Linked DNA regions of Zea mays: region 2 is linked to region 1. The links are chromatin contacts, called in public Hi-C maps. All regions are on one chromosome and are shown on one strand. The core of a region is the stretch at or near the end of the contact, and the rest is flanking DNA. Distances in the headings are between cores, read along the strand shown.

Evidence for each region. Hi-C and Micro-C count contacts between places; a contact is called where the count stands out from the background.
Region 2: a Hi-C map of tassel shows a contact between it and region 1, with 2.8 times the contacts expected there. The contact joins the promoter of LOC103649745 here to the promoter of LOC100192589 in region 1. A contact is called at or near these places in 2 of 25 Hi-C or Micro-C datasets (ear and tassel).

What each region holds. Positions count from the first base shown.
Region 1 is chr3:15,424,929-15,430,646 of Zm-B73-REFERENCE-NAM-5.0, reverse strand. LOC100192589 (Histone H3.2) reads left to right here and starts at 3,565. Exons shown (of 1, transcript NM_001137804.2): 1 at 3,565-4,325. The coding sequence starts at 3,635. The coding sequence ends at 4,045.
Region 2 is chr3:15,690,261-15,696,636 of Zm-B73-REFERENCE-NAM-5.0, reverse strand. It overlaps LOC103649745 (probable carboxylesterase 15), which reads right to left and starts at 1,465. Exons shown (of 1, transcript XM_035966152.1): 1 at 1-1,465. The coding sequence starts at 1,359. The coding sequence ends at 631. It overlaps LOC118476634 (probable carboxylesterase 15), which reads right to left and starts at 270. Exons shown (of 2, transcript XM_035966153.1): 1 at 1-270. The coding sequence starts at 270. It overlaps LOC103649744 (a long non-coding RNA gene), which reads left to right and starts at 2,291. Exons shown (of 5, transcript XR_563681.3): 1 at 2,291-2,415; 2 at 3,509-3,586; 3 at 3,739-3,802; 4 at 4,370-4,468; 5 at 4,810-5,276.

The sequences.
Region 1 (5,718 bases), core at 2,316-4,815:
TTAATCTAGGGGGAGTTTTGTTTAGTCAAAGGAAAAGCATTTGAAACAGGGGGAGAAATTTTCAAATCTTATGATTCATTTACCTTTGACTATTTACAAAAGACCTTGAAAAAGAATTTCCAAAACATTTGCAAAAACAAAACTTGAGGTGCAAGCATGGTCCAAAATGTTAAAAATAAAGAAAAGCATCCATGCATATCTTATGAAATGAATATTGGTTTAATTCCAAGCAATCTTTGCACCTATCTTATGCAAACTAGTTCAATTATTCTCTTATATATTTGCTTTGGTTTGTGTTGGCATCAATCACCAAAAAGGGGGAGATTGAAAGGGAAATAGGCTTTAAACCTCTTCCTAAATGATTTTGGTGGTTGAATGTCCAACACAAACAATTGGACTAATTAGTTTGCTCTAGATTACATGTTCTACAGGTGCCAAAGATTCAACTCAAAACCAATAAAAAGAACAAGACAGGGTTCAAAAGAAAGGAGCAAAGAGAAACCGAAGTGCTCCCTGGTATGGCGCACCGGACTGTCCGGTGTGCCACCGGACAGTGTCCGGTGTGCCACCGGACAGTGTCCGGTGCACCAGGGAGGATTGTCTTCAAACTCTTCACCTTCGGGTTTCTCAGGCGCAGCCCACTATAATTCACCGGACTGTCCGGTGCACCACCGGACAGTGTCCGGTGCTCCAGAGTGAAGCGGCTCTGAACTGGCCAGCTTCGGGAAAATGGGAGGTCGCTCCGCTAAAATTCACCGGACTGTCCGGTGTACACCGGACTGTCCGGTGTGCCAGCGGAGCAACGGTCATCTGCGCGCAACGGTCGACTCTGCAAAGTGTACAGTTGAATTCAGAGTGTCAGAGCAGAAGTCAGAGGGGCACCGGACTGTCCGGTGCTGCACCGGACTGTCCGGTGCCACATGAGGACAAAGCCTTCAACGGTCGACCAGCTCCAATCTCAACGGATAGGATGACGTGGCTGGCGCACCGGACATGTCCGGTGTGCACCGGACTGTCCGGTGCGCCCATCGCCAGCAGCTTCTCCAACGGCTACAAAATTGGAAGGTGGCTATAAATACCACCCCAACCGGCCACTTCAATGTATGGGAGCCCAAGCAACATTCCAAGTCATCTAGTTGACATACTCAAGCCCTCCCAACTACATATATTCATTGATCCATCCTATACACAAGATTTAGTCCACTGCAACCAACACAAGTGCCACAAAAGAGAGAGAGCAAGCAATTGAGAGCCACTCAATTGAGTTTAGCCCTAGCGCCTTGTGAGATTCATTAAGAGATAGTGTGTGCTACATCTTTGTGTTCATTTGTGCGTGGAGTATTGACTCCCATCGAACTTCCTCCAAAGTTTTGGAGGCTTGTAAAAGCTAGCAAGAGACACCAAAGAGTGTGGTGGTCCTTGTGGGATCGAGAGTGATCCTTGAGAAGAAGAAGAGCTCGCCGATCCTTGTGTGATCGGGGGAGAGAGAGAAAGGGTTGAAAAAGACCCGTCCTTAAGTGGACTCCTCAACGGGGACTAGGCCTTCGAGGGCCGAACCTCGGTAAAACAAATCACCCGTGTCCTTTGTGTTTATTACTTGTGATTTGTTTGTTTTCCCTTGCTCTAAGTTTTCTTGCACCATTATTTGCTAATATCATTTGGTGTTGCTTCAAGTTAAATTCCCATTTAGTGAAGCAACACGTTGCAAGAAAGAACTTGTCCTAGTGCTCTTCTCATCTAAAGGCTTCTTGCTTTGTTATTCTATAACTTATTAGTTGTATTGATTTATCACTCCCGCATTATTTAGCAATACTCTTTCCAAGCAAGAACTTAGTTTATATACTCCTATATTTGTATATCTTGTTCTAACCACTAATCAAGGGATCTAGTTGGGGGATAAAGTTTTAATTTTCAGGTTCCGCCTATTCACCCCCCCTCTAGGCGACTTTCATGAGTAACCTATTTGGCCATCGCACTATTGCAGCCTCTTTAGTAAGGCTCTCCAAGTTGTGGATGTGTCACATCTGTGTAGACTCGCCTTCGACTGTGCGCCACCATCGTTGTGGAGGGTTGTGCTCCCTGTTGGCTGCCACACGCCTATGCCACATGCCTACGCCTATGTCACACGTGGATGCACATACATTGTTGCACATTGTCGTGAAAGAGAGGAGAGAATGTGAAGTTAGGGTTTGGGAGGGAGATGTTTTCTTATATGCTTGTATTGTGCATCAAACAATTCTAATTCATCATGTATTTATCTAGAGGTAGAAATTGACTAGGCCACACTGCACCATCATATTCTGCATGATTGGTTGGACGAGCTCCTGCGTGCAGGTCCCGTGCATGCGTTGACCGTAGCTGGGCGTGTGATTGGTTGGCTGCATGGTAGCGTCTGAGCTTGTCGCGCAGGTGTAGGCTAGACCTTTATACGCTCATTAGCCTGTATGCGCGGGGAAGTAAGAAACATCTGTATCAATCGATGCAGGATTGCGTGAGCCAGACGCCAAGGCTGCAGGCAAACCAATCGGGCCGATTGTGTCCGTGCTGGACTTGCGTCTTAGACATGGTATCGGTGCATTGTGCTTGCATATTTGGCCATCAAACTATTACAGAGGCTCTTGCATCAACAATTCCACCTCTCTCTCTGCTTCTATGAAAAAAATGTTCCCTCCTTATTTTTAGGAAGAGCCCTCAGAGGAGCACCTCATTTGGTTAGAAAATGCAGCTCCTCCTTTTGAAGGAGAGAGGACAAAAGAGAGAAGGAGAAGCATCTTTTTTGGGTTCTCGACTTCGCTCGGTTTATGGGAGTAGCTCCTTTATTTTTACGGAGAAGCTAACTGAGAAGCCTACTATTTGGTAGATTTTTTTAAAGAGCCTTTGGAATTTGGAAGAGACTTTGAAAGAGCCCTACTAAAGAGGACCTGCATCAATGGTTAAACTTCTCGATTCAGAAGTCATGTTTCATGCTATATTTCTCGTTTTCGGTCCGATATATACAAGATACGAAAACCGCTACAGGTTTTTATGTATTTCAGTTTAAAATTTTAAAATATAAAATCAAACTTTCGTAAAAAAATGGTTTTCGGAATTTACATAACAAAAATGTAATCACTGCGTGCATCACACGCCACGGTGGGCTGGACTACTGTGTGTGCTTATGCGCTTAACCGGGCTACCATTTCGGCCGTGAAATTTTGAGGTCCGAATGACGCTCCACGATGGGCTGCGTGAAGCCCAGCAGACAGCCCAACATTCGTAGAACTGGCCCGGGGAATTGGGCACTAGGTGAGGCTGGCGATCCGCATCGAAGCCGTCCCAGCCAATCACCTCGCAGATCACTCAACACGCGGATCGACCCCGCCAGCAGGCAGCAGCGACACCCTCGCCCTCCATCCCAATTCCCAATCCAACGACCCATAGTTGTCCGCCGCCCGCGCCAGCGCCCAGCGCTTCCGAAAATTTTCGCCATCCCAGCGTGCCCGCCCAAGCAGGCAAGCACACCCTCTGCCACCAGTATAAACCCAAAGCCCCCTCCGACGGCAGACCGCATCACACAGCTTGCAAGGCGCCCCATCTCTCAAACCATCCGAACCCCCCTCGCCGCTCACTCCCAAGCTAATCCCCGCCGGCAGCGATGGCCCGCACGAAGCAGACGGCGCGCAAGTCGACGGGCGGCAAGGCGCCGCGGAAGCAGCTGGCGACCAAGGCGGCGCGCAAGTCGGCGCCGGCCACGGGGGGCGTGAAGAAGCCGCACCGCTTCCGCCCGGGCACCGTGGCGCTGCGGGAGATCCGCAAGTACCAGAAGAGCACGGAGCTGCTGATCCGGAAGCTGCCGTTCCAGCGGCTGGTGCGGGAGATCGCGCAGGACTTCAAGACGGACCTCCGGTTCCAGTCCTCCGCCGTGGCCGCGCTGCAGGAGGCCGCCGAGGCCTACCTCGTGGGCCTCTTCGAGGACACCAACCTCTGCGCCATCCACGCCAAGCGCGTCACCATCATGCCCAAAGACATCCAGCTCGCGCGCCGCATCCGGGGCGAGAGGGCCTGAGCACCCCCGGTCTCTACTGCGATTCCTTCGCTTCCTGATTTCTGTAGCGGGAAGAACTACTGTAGTAGGCGAGGAACTACTGCGTGTTATATTGGGGTTGTGGGTAGGAAACTAGGAATGTTCTGTTGGTTTCGATGCAGTGCCCCCCGTGATACTGACATCCGTGCTGCTTGTTCTGTTCTTCCTACTACGAATGCGATTGTTACTATTATTTTAGCGTTTGTTTATGCGGTTATGCTTCTGGAACTGAACAGTGCTACTTGTTACCGCTTTCTGCCCCAACTTCCAACAGAAATAAATCCGCTACTCTGCTGCGTCAGTAGAATTGTAAAAATGAATCGAAGTCACAAAGGCGCGAAGTGTAAGCTGTGCAATGTTTTAAACTGTACGCGCAAGTGCTTTGTGTGGGCCAAAAATGATTGGTACAAATTGAAGTGGACCAAAATCCCCAAACGATTAGTTGGACGAGCAGGTTCCTAGGAGTAAAATGATAGAAAACAATAGGTAAACACTAAAATTATTTTCGTTTTCATATTTTTCATCGAAAACGGTAACTCTGAAAACAAAAATAACATCGGTAATTCGGAAAGATCGAAAACGAAAGTTTGGTATGAAAATTACATCTGTTAGGCTCAGAATCTAAAATTCGATTGATAAAAATTATAACATATATCTTCAATTGATTTCAAAAATTCACGCAAGTCATACATTCATATATAAAATTAGTAATAATATATAAGATATAAGGTCACATTAAATATATAAGGTAGATACAATAATAAAATAATTATTATGTATTTAAATAAAGTAGAATCAAGATGTGTATAATACTATGACAATTACATTCTATTTATACTCCTACTACTTGGCATAGTCAATATAATTAGTGTTCTCTTGGTTATTCTTAAGTTCTCGTGCAAATTATGAATATATGTATTAAGAGTAATAACATGTAAGAAAAATAAATAAGATTTATAAAAGTTTCAAACAATTCTAAATTATATATTATTAGATAGATCTTGATTTTAGGAAAATATTAAAATTAGTTTCATATTTTTCTAAGCTAAGATAATTTTATTATGAATTTATAAAGGTAAGTTCAAATTTAATATTTTTCTGAAAAATACCGAATTTATTAATAACGGTAAAATACCGAATAAAACAGTAATTTTCGGAAACAGTCGAAAGAGCCCAAACCGTTTCCGCTTCTGATTCCTATTTTTTCTACCGATTTCGTTTCCGTATTTTCAGTAAATATTTCCATTTACATCTAAATTTCGGCAAAACTTCGAAAATGATTTCCGGTATCTAAAAATTACCGTTTCTGTTTTCACCCTACAGGTTCTATCACACTGATCACATCGTTACCTCTAGGCTGTGCATTTAAGATCACTCGATTAATCACAATTAATCAGATAATTAGAAAATAGCGCGTGTGAGTATGGGAAACTAAATCCCGAGGCATATGTCTCCATGACAATGCGATAAATCACGACACTGCACTTAGTGTCGCGCTTGCCATCCATCCCTATATGTCATGGATTCTATACCAGTTGTGAATCGAAACTTTTCTTCGGTGACGATCGAAGCTCCGATAAGAATAAACTAATCATAATGAACTCTTAAAAACACAATGAATACTCTGGATTTTTTGGTGTTGTGCAAACCCCACT
Region 2 (6,376 bases), core at 216-2,715, 270 kb before region 1:
CACGACGAGCGCCGGCGGCAGCGGCAGCGGTTCCAGGCTCGGGCTGCCCGGGCCGAACGGGTTCGCCAGCGGGTGGTCCCGGATGGCCCCCACCGGCAGCGCCATGCGCCAGAGCTGGTCAATCGTTTCCACCGTCAGGTACACGCCGGCCGGGGGATCGGACTCCGTCGCCACGCGCTCGACGCTGCCAAAGAATGCGGAGAAGAGGACGGCACGAGCCGAGCCGAGCTCGGCTCGCTGCGGCTCGCTCGTGTAACGAGCCGAGCTCGGCTCGGCTCGCCCATCTCACGAGCTCGAAAAAGCGGCTCGGCTCGGCTCGCTCCTGGCTCGCGAGCCGGCTCGCCGAGCCAACGAGCCTAGGCATAAAATTAAATCTACTCTCTAAATTATAATATAAAATCTTAAAAATATTTTAAATAACATATTTTAAATTAGTAAAATAGATATATCACTAATATAATATATAAAATAGATTATTTTTGTATAGTAATTTCAAATAACATAAATTAATTGTCTACTCGATATTAATATTATATGCTAATTAAGATTATATGTAACAAATTGTTGTTGGGTCGAGCCACGAGCCAGCTCGCGAGCTGCACCGAGCCGAGCCGAGCTGGCTCGCTCTTTTCACGAGCCAGAAAAACAGGCTCGGCTCGGGCTCGTTCGGAGCGTCGAGCCGGTCCGAGCCGAGCCGAGCTGCCGCGAGCCCGAGCCAGCTCGTCGAGCTCGAGCTTTTTTTCCAGCCCTATACCCGGCGACGCGCACCGCGGCGCCGAGCGCGATCTGCCCAGAGGCGATCCGGACCACGATGTGGTGGGCCAGGTTGGCGCCGGCCGACCCGCCGGACACGAACGTCCGGGAGAAGTCGGCCGATTCGGCGAGCCACGGGTCGGCGGCGCCCGGTGCAGCAGGCTGCGCCTGCGCCTGCGCGCGCAGCCAGGAGAAGAACGCCGCGCCGTCCTCTACCGCCGCGGGGAGGCGGTGCTCCGGGGCGAGGCGGTACTGGACTGAGAGCACGACGGCGGGGAGCTCGGCGGCGAAGCGCTGGCAGCAGGAGTGGAACAAGGGGTGGTCGTAGGCGCCGCCGCAGTAGCCCCCTCCGTAGAAGTACACCAGCACCGGGAGCTTGCCCTGGTTGCCGCCGCCGGGGGTCGGCGGCGGCTTGTACACGCGGACCTTGAGGCCGCGAGTCGCCTCGTACACGGCGTCCTTCCACTGGACGCCGGGGACGTCCGGGCACGGCCCTGCCGGCATGATGGTCGACTCGTCGCCGCGGACGATGGAACCATCGCTGAAGATCTGGATGACGCCTAAGAAGTCCTCCACGACGTGCGGCGGCGCCGTGCTGCCGGACATGTTGGCGGTGGATTGAGAATCGCCTATCGAGGATGCCACAGACTGACAGCTTGGGCTTGAGTTCGCGATTTGCAGAGCTGAGGCTCTATACCATATTTTCCCCCATATGCTATGGCCACCACACCGTGTATATATAATAATAATATATAGTGTGTAAAATATTAGTTTTAATTAAAGTTTAAAATAGAAGATAGAAGATAACCGTGCAAAATATTAATTTTAAGTGGAATTTGAAATAGGGGATACAATGGGAAAGGCTGTTGGCAGAGAACTAAAATAAGGCACGCGAACCATTTTCCATGGAGATTCTTGATGCGTAGCCGTGACTTGTCATCAGTTTTCACATGTGCTTTTGACTTCTGAGGTCAGGTTCAAAGTCAGAGCAGCCAAGATTGGCTTGTGTTCCTTGGACTACTCAACGAGCTAATAAGCTACGCGGCGGCAGGAGAGTGGCTTCGAGCTAGAGCAAGACGGCGTAAGGTCATTCCCGGCGGGAGTTTTATCATAGTTTCATTCTCATTAAATATAGTTTCATTCTCATTAAATATAGTTTCATTCTCATTAAATGAGATAACACATTACCATATTTAATGATATGATACGATATTTATGATAAGAAAGATGGAGTTTTATGGGAGAAGTGAGAGTTTCATCCAGATGAAACTCAGGATACACGGTTTCATAGACAAAAATTGATGTTACTTTTGAAAATCGTAATCGTGCAATGAAACTTTCACTAGGAATAGCCTAAAAGTGTCTGCTTTTCCAAATTACTACTATACAAAGCGGGACGCAAACGCTCTCGTCCGTGCGTCCACGTGGGCTGGAAAAAAAACGTGCACACGATGTTTGATGAACGGACGCGATTTCTTCTCTGTCTGTTTGCGTTTGGAACCTTCCAGTAAAACAAATGTATGAATAGCTCGCCTCCGTTGTCTCCCAGAAGGGCCTCTCAAACGGCCTGGCGTCCCCAGCGAGGGTGAGGGCGACGTCGGGGACCAACAGCCGTGTGTCCTCTCTCCTCGTGTGCTCCGTCTGTCTCCACAGTTGGTACAGGTTCGTCCAACACGTCATCAATGTCTCCCTCGCCCTCGCTCTTCTCCCTAACCACGACGAGAGAAGGTCCACCTGATTTGGATCTACAGCGGGGCGGGTGCCGGAGAGCTCCTATGGCTGTATTGATCTGGGAGGACGAGGATATAGAGGAGATAGGTTTTCCCCTTAAATCATTTTGGAGCTCGGACCTGCTGCACTTGCGCCAATGTTCATGAGTAAGTAAAAAAACAGCCCGTTGACCTGGCCGCCTCCCTCGCATAAGCCCAAGCCGCCTCCGTCGACCGTGGTTCCCGGCGGTTTCTTCTTCCGACGATATCAGCGACACTCCTGGTCCCGATCGTCTCCCTCGCTGCATAGTAAGCGCGTGTCCGTCAACATCCTCCCATGCTTCCTCTTCTCCGTTATTTCTGTTCGCTAGGGTTTTGTGGTGATTTCGAATAGACGTTGTACCTTTGTGGGTTGGAGTGGGGAACGGACATTGTCGCCCCCGTTCTTCTGCCACCATTTGCAGAGCCGATACGCAAAGTCCCCTCTCCCGGTCCTGCAAAATAGTATGCTTATTACTGGCTGGTTTCTTTGTTGTGCAAGTCAAAATGGTTCTTTAATTACTCAAAATTGCAACACTAATTATTCTGGCCAAATCCTAGCACCGGCATTGCACAAGTCAATTTCAAAAGGTTTCTTCAATTACTCAAAAAATGCAGTGTTAATTATTCTGGTCAGATCCTAGCATCGGCATGGCAACAGCTCTTCACCTTCCGGTTCGATTCGGTCCCAGCTGCTGGCCTATTGTCGCTGCTCGCTCGAGGGGAAAAAGAACATGTAGGTGAAAAATGAGAGATCGAAAAGGAGCCTAGTCGTCTGACATGAAAAGCAGAAGTAGCCACTCTCACCGTTCTCCTTACGTTAATCTGTATAGGATAAGCAAATGCTAGAATCTTATGTTCACCAGAGAAGATTTGATTTCACTTTGGCGACTCCCTCTTAGTTCTTAGCTAAACTTGATTTGTTTAGTAAGCACCATCATAGTCCTATTTTTCATTGCCATTAATGTACACAACAAGATTTGATCTGTTAATTCCACATGTTGCAGGCCCTCTCGCCAGGTCGTTTCGTTGCTTTGAACCATCGAGGATATATTTTTACATCCTGCTTTTTCTATCAAGATCAGGTTCGTACACCCAGCAAATCATAAACAAAATACTTTTGCCTAATATGTTTACGTACTACATATACCAACATATAAATTGGTTATCCTTTCTTCTAAAAATTATTTAACGTACATATAACAATTTATAATTTGATTTGGCCCAAATGAAACAGGTCGCTGAAGCACTTGGAACAATCGTAGCTTGCTTTTGAAACGTTACATCCCCTAAAGGACCAGGTATTACTACTCGGATAGTGAATATATACAAAGCTTCAGGCTTCCTAAATATGCTATTCATTGAAAAATATATGCAATCCGCCGCTTATATTTTATTACACAACAATTATGCATCTACGTATCCTGCTGTGTACATGTCTCTGTATACACAAATCCTCACACAGACACATAAATTTAGGTACACATATACACACAAATACGAGAAAGGTATCGGCAATGCATTCAAACTGAAAAAATAAAAATACTTTGTGATGAAACTGCTGTTTTATGTGGAGATGCCTTTATTTTTCCTGTTTTCCTCTATAATACTCTGAACATCGACACAACAAATTTTAACAAGTTTATTCCTAGCTATTACATGGTGCTCACACTCTTCCATCTACTACAAAACTCATTTTAAAAGGACTTCATCTACTACCATAAGACAATGCACTCATCTATATGCTTCTTGAATATAGAAATTAAATATGAAAACCAGTTATACTAAACATTTCGATTACTTCCTTTTCTGCTTGCTTGATTTTTTATTATCTTTTAAAAACCGCCTGTCATTATTTCCAACTACAGGTTCAAACAGGGACAGCAACGCATCAAAGAAAAAAAACAGACACCAAATCTTTCAAGAACTGAAGATTTTAATTTCTCAGATCGTCGACAACCTTTTAAGTTGTGAAATGCCCTCTGTATAATTATATATGTCTGCTCAACTCCTTTAAAGACATTTCGTGTAAATATAGCAATCTAGGTTTAAATATTGTAACAAACATATTAGCTCCTGGCACATCTAACTTAACTCTATTTTATATATAAGCCTGTTATGCTCTATATTGTCTTTCATGCTCTATATTATCTAAAAAACACAACTAACATGAACCATCTTCAATACTAAAGTTACAAATTATTTCCCACGCGTGCAAGGCGCGCGAACGTTACTAGTGATACATAATCAAAGATCAGATTGCAACAACTGACCTCACTCTTTGTCTCTATCATGCTCTAACTGGCAGCACAAAAATTTGCTACATCTAATTGGATAAAGTGGCTTGGCCAATTCGGTGAGCCACGACTCGGCGGCGGCGACGACGCTTGGGGCGGCCTCCTCGATGGTGGGGGAGGCGGTGCTCGGGCGCGAGGTGGTACTGGACGGAGAGCTGTGAGCGTGGCTGCAACGAAGAAGGACAAGCAGTGTAGAAGGAGGAGTCTGCATGCGCCAGCTATGAGATGAAGCGAGAAAGGAAACCAAATACAAAATACATTGGGCCAACATGGGTCGTGTAATAGTGGATTGTAGTTCCACAAATCACAGGGGTGCGTTTGGATGCGTGTATCAAGCCAGCCAGACTCTCGTAACGCAGCCAAGCCCTATGTGGCCAGACTCTATGCATGCAACTGGTTACTGTTTGGATGTCTGTATGCGTAGCATCCGGTCCAGCTGAGACTTTGTTTGGTTTGCTGGTTGCACCAAGCCCCGTTAGTCCCTGTACGTTCACTTTGGCTAGTCAACACACACCCACAAGCACGCGGCGAGCCTGGCTCCTGAGGAACGACCGATTCTAGCGTATGTGATGAGCCTGGCTCCCAGAAGAATCTTGCATCGTTGTGGCCTGACCCAACTCCCCAACCAGCCCACCAAACATGACCAAGCTGCATCCATGGAGACAGGCCCAGGTAAATACAGGCATCCAAACATGACCAGGGTGGAGGCCTGTAACACCCAAATTCTGAATTTGGAATTGGTAGAAGAAATCTAAACAAAGTATCATTGGGAAATAAGAAAAATGAGGAGAAAAAGAAATTTTCTTTTAAAGGAAACCATTTATACATCTCATGAAATAAATAAACAAGGAGAATAAAACTTAAACTAGTAATAATAAAATAGTATGGTTTATATTCACCCTTGGATTTCAATTGATACATTTGAAAAATCTGAAAACTAAAATAGAAGTATAAATTTGAATTTGGAATAGAAAATAGAAAAAATAAAAGAGAAGGGAAGAACTAAGAAAAATATTACATAAAATAAAATAAATATCCTTCACACTTATATTAATAAATTATACCTTTCAAACTGAGGACAAGTTATTCACAAAGTTTGAACTCAAACTTGAATTCAAATTGGATTTGAAATTGAAGAAAAGAAATAGAAAATAAAATGGAAAAAGAGAAAAAAAACCTTACCTGGGCCGCAACCTGGAATTCGGCCCACTTGGCCTTTCTCCCCCGCGCGGCCCATTTAACCCACGCGCGCGCCCAAACGGGCACTGACAGGTCGGGCCCGCGCGTCATACGTCGCTCCCCCGCGCCCGCGTATTCCTTCTCTCGCTGACATCATGGGGCCCCCTGCCCAGTCTCTTACCCGCGCTCGCTCCTCCCTCCCTCTCTCTGGTCCGCGGGGTCCGCATGTCGGGCTCGTCTTCAACAGCTTGCCGATCGCGCCGCGCGGACTCCGCCAAACTCGCCGTGGATTCTCGGCCTCCGTGCAACGGCCGCGGGTCGCTCCTTGGGTATAAAGCTGAAGCTCCGCGACCCCTCCTCCTCGTCCCATCCGAAACGGAAGCCCCATTGCCGGCGCGT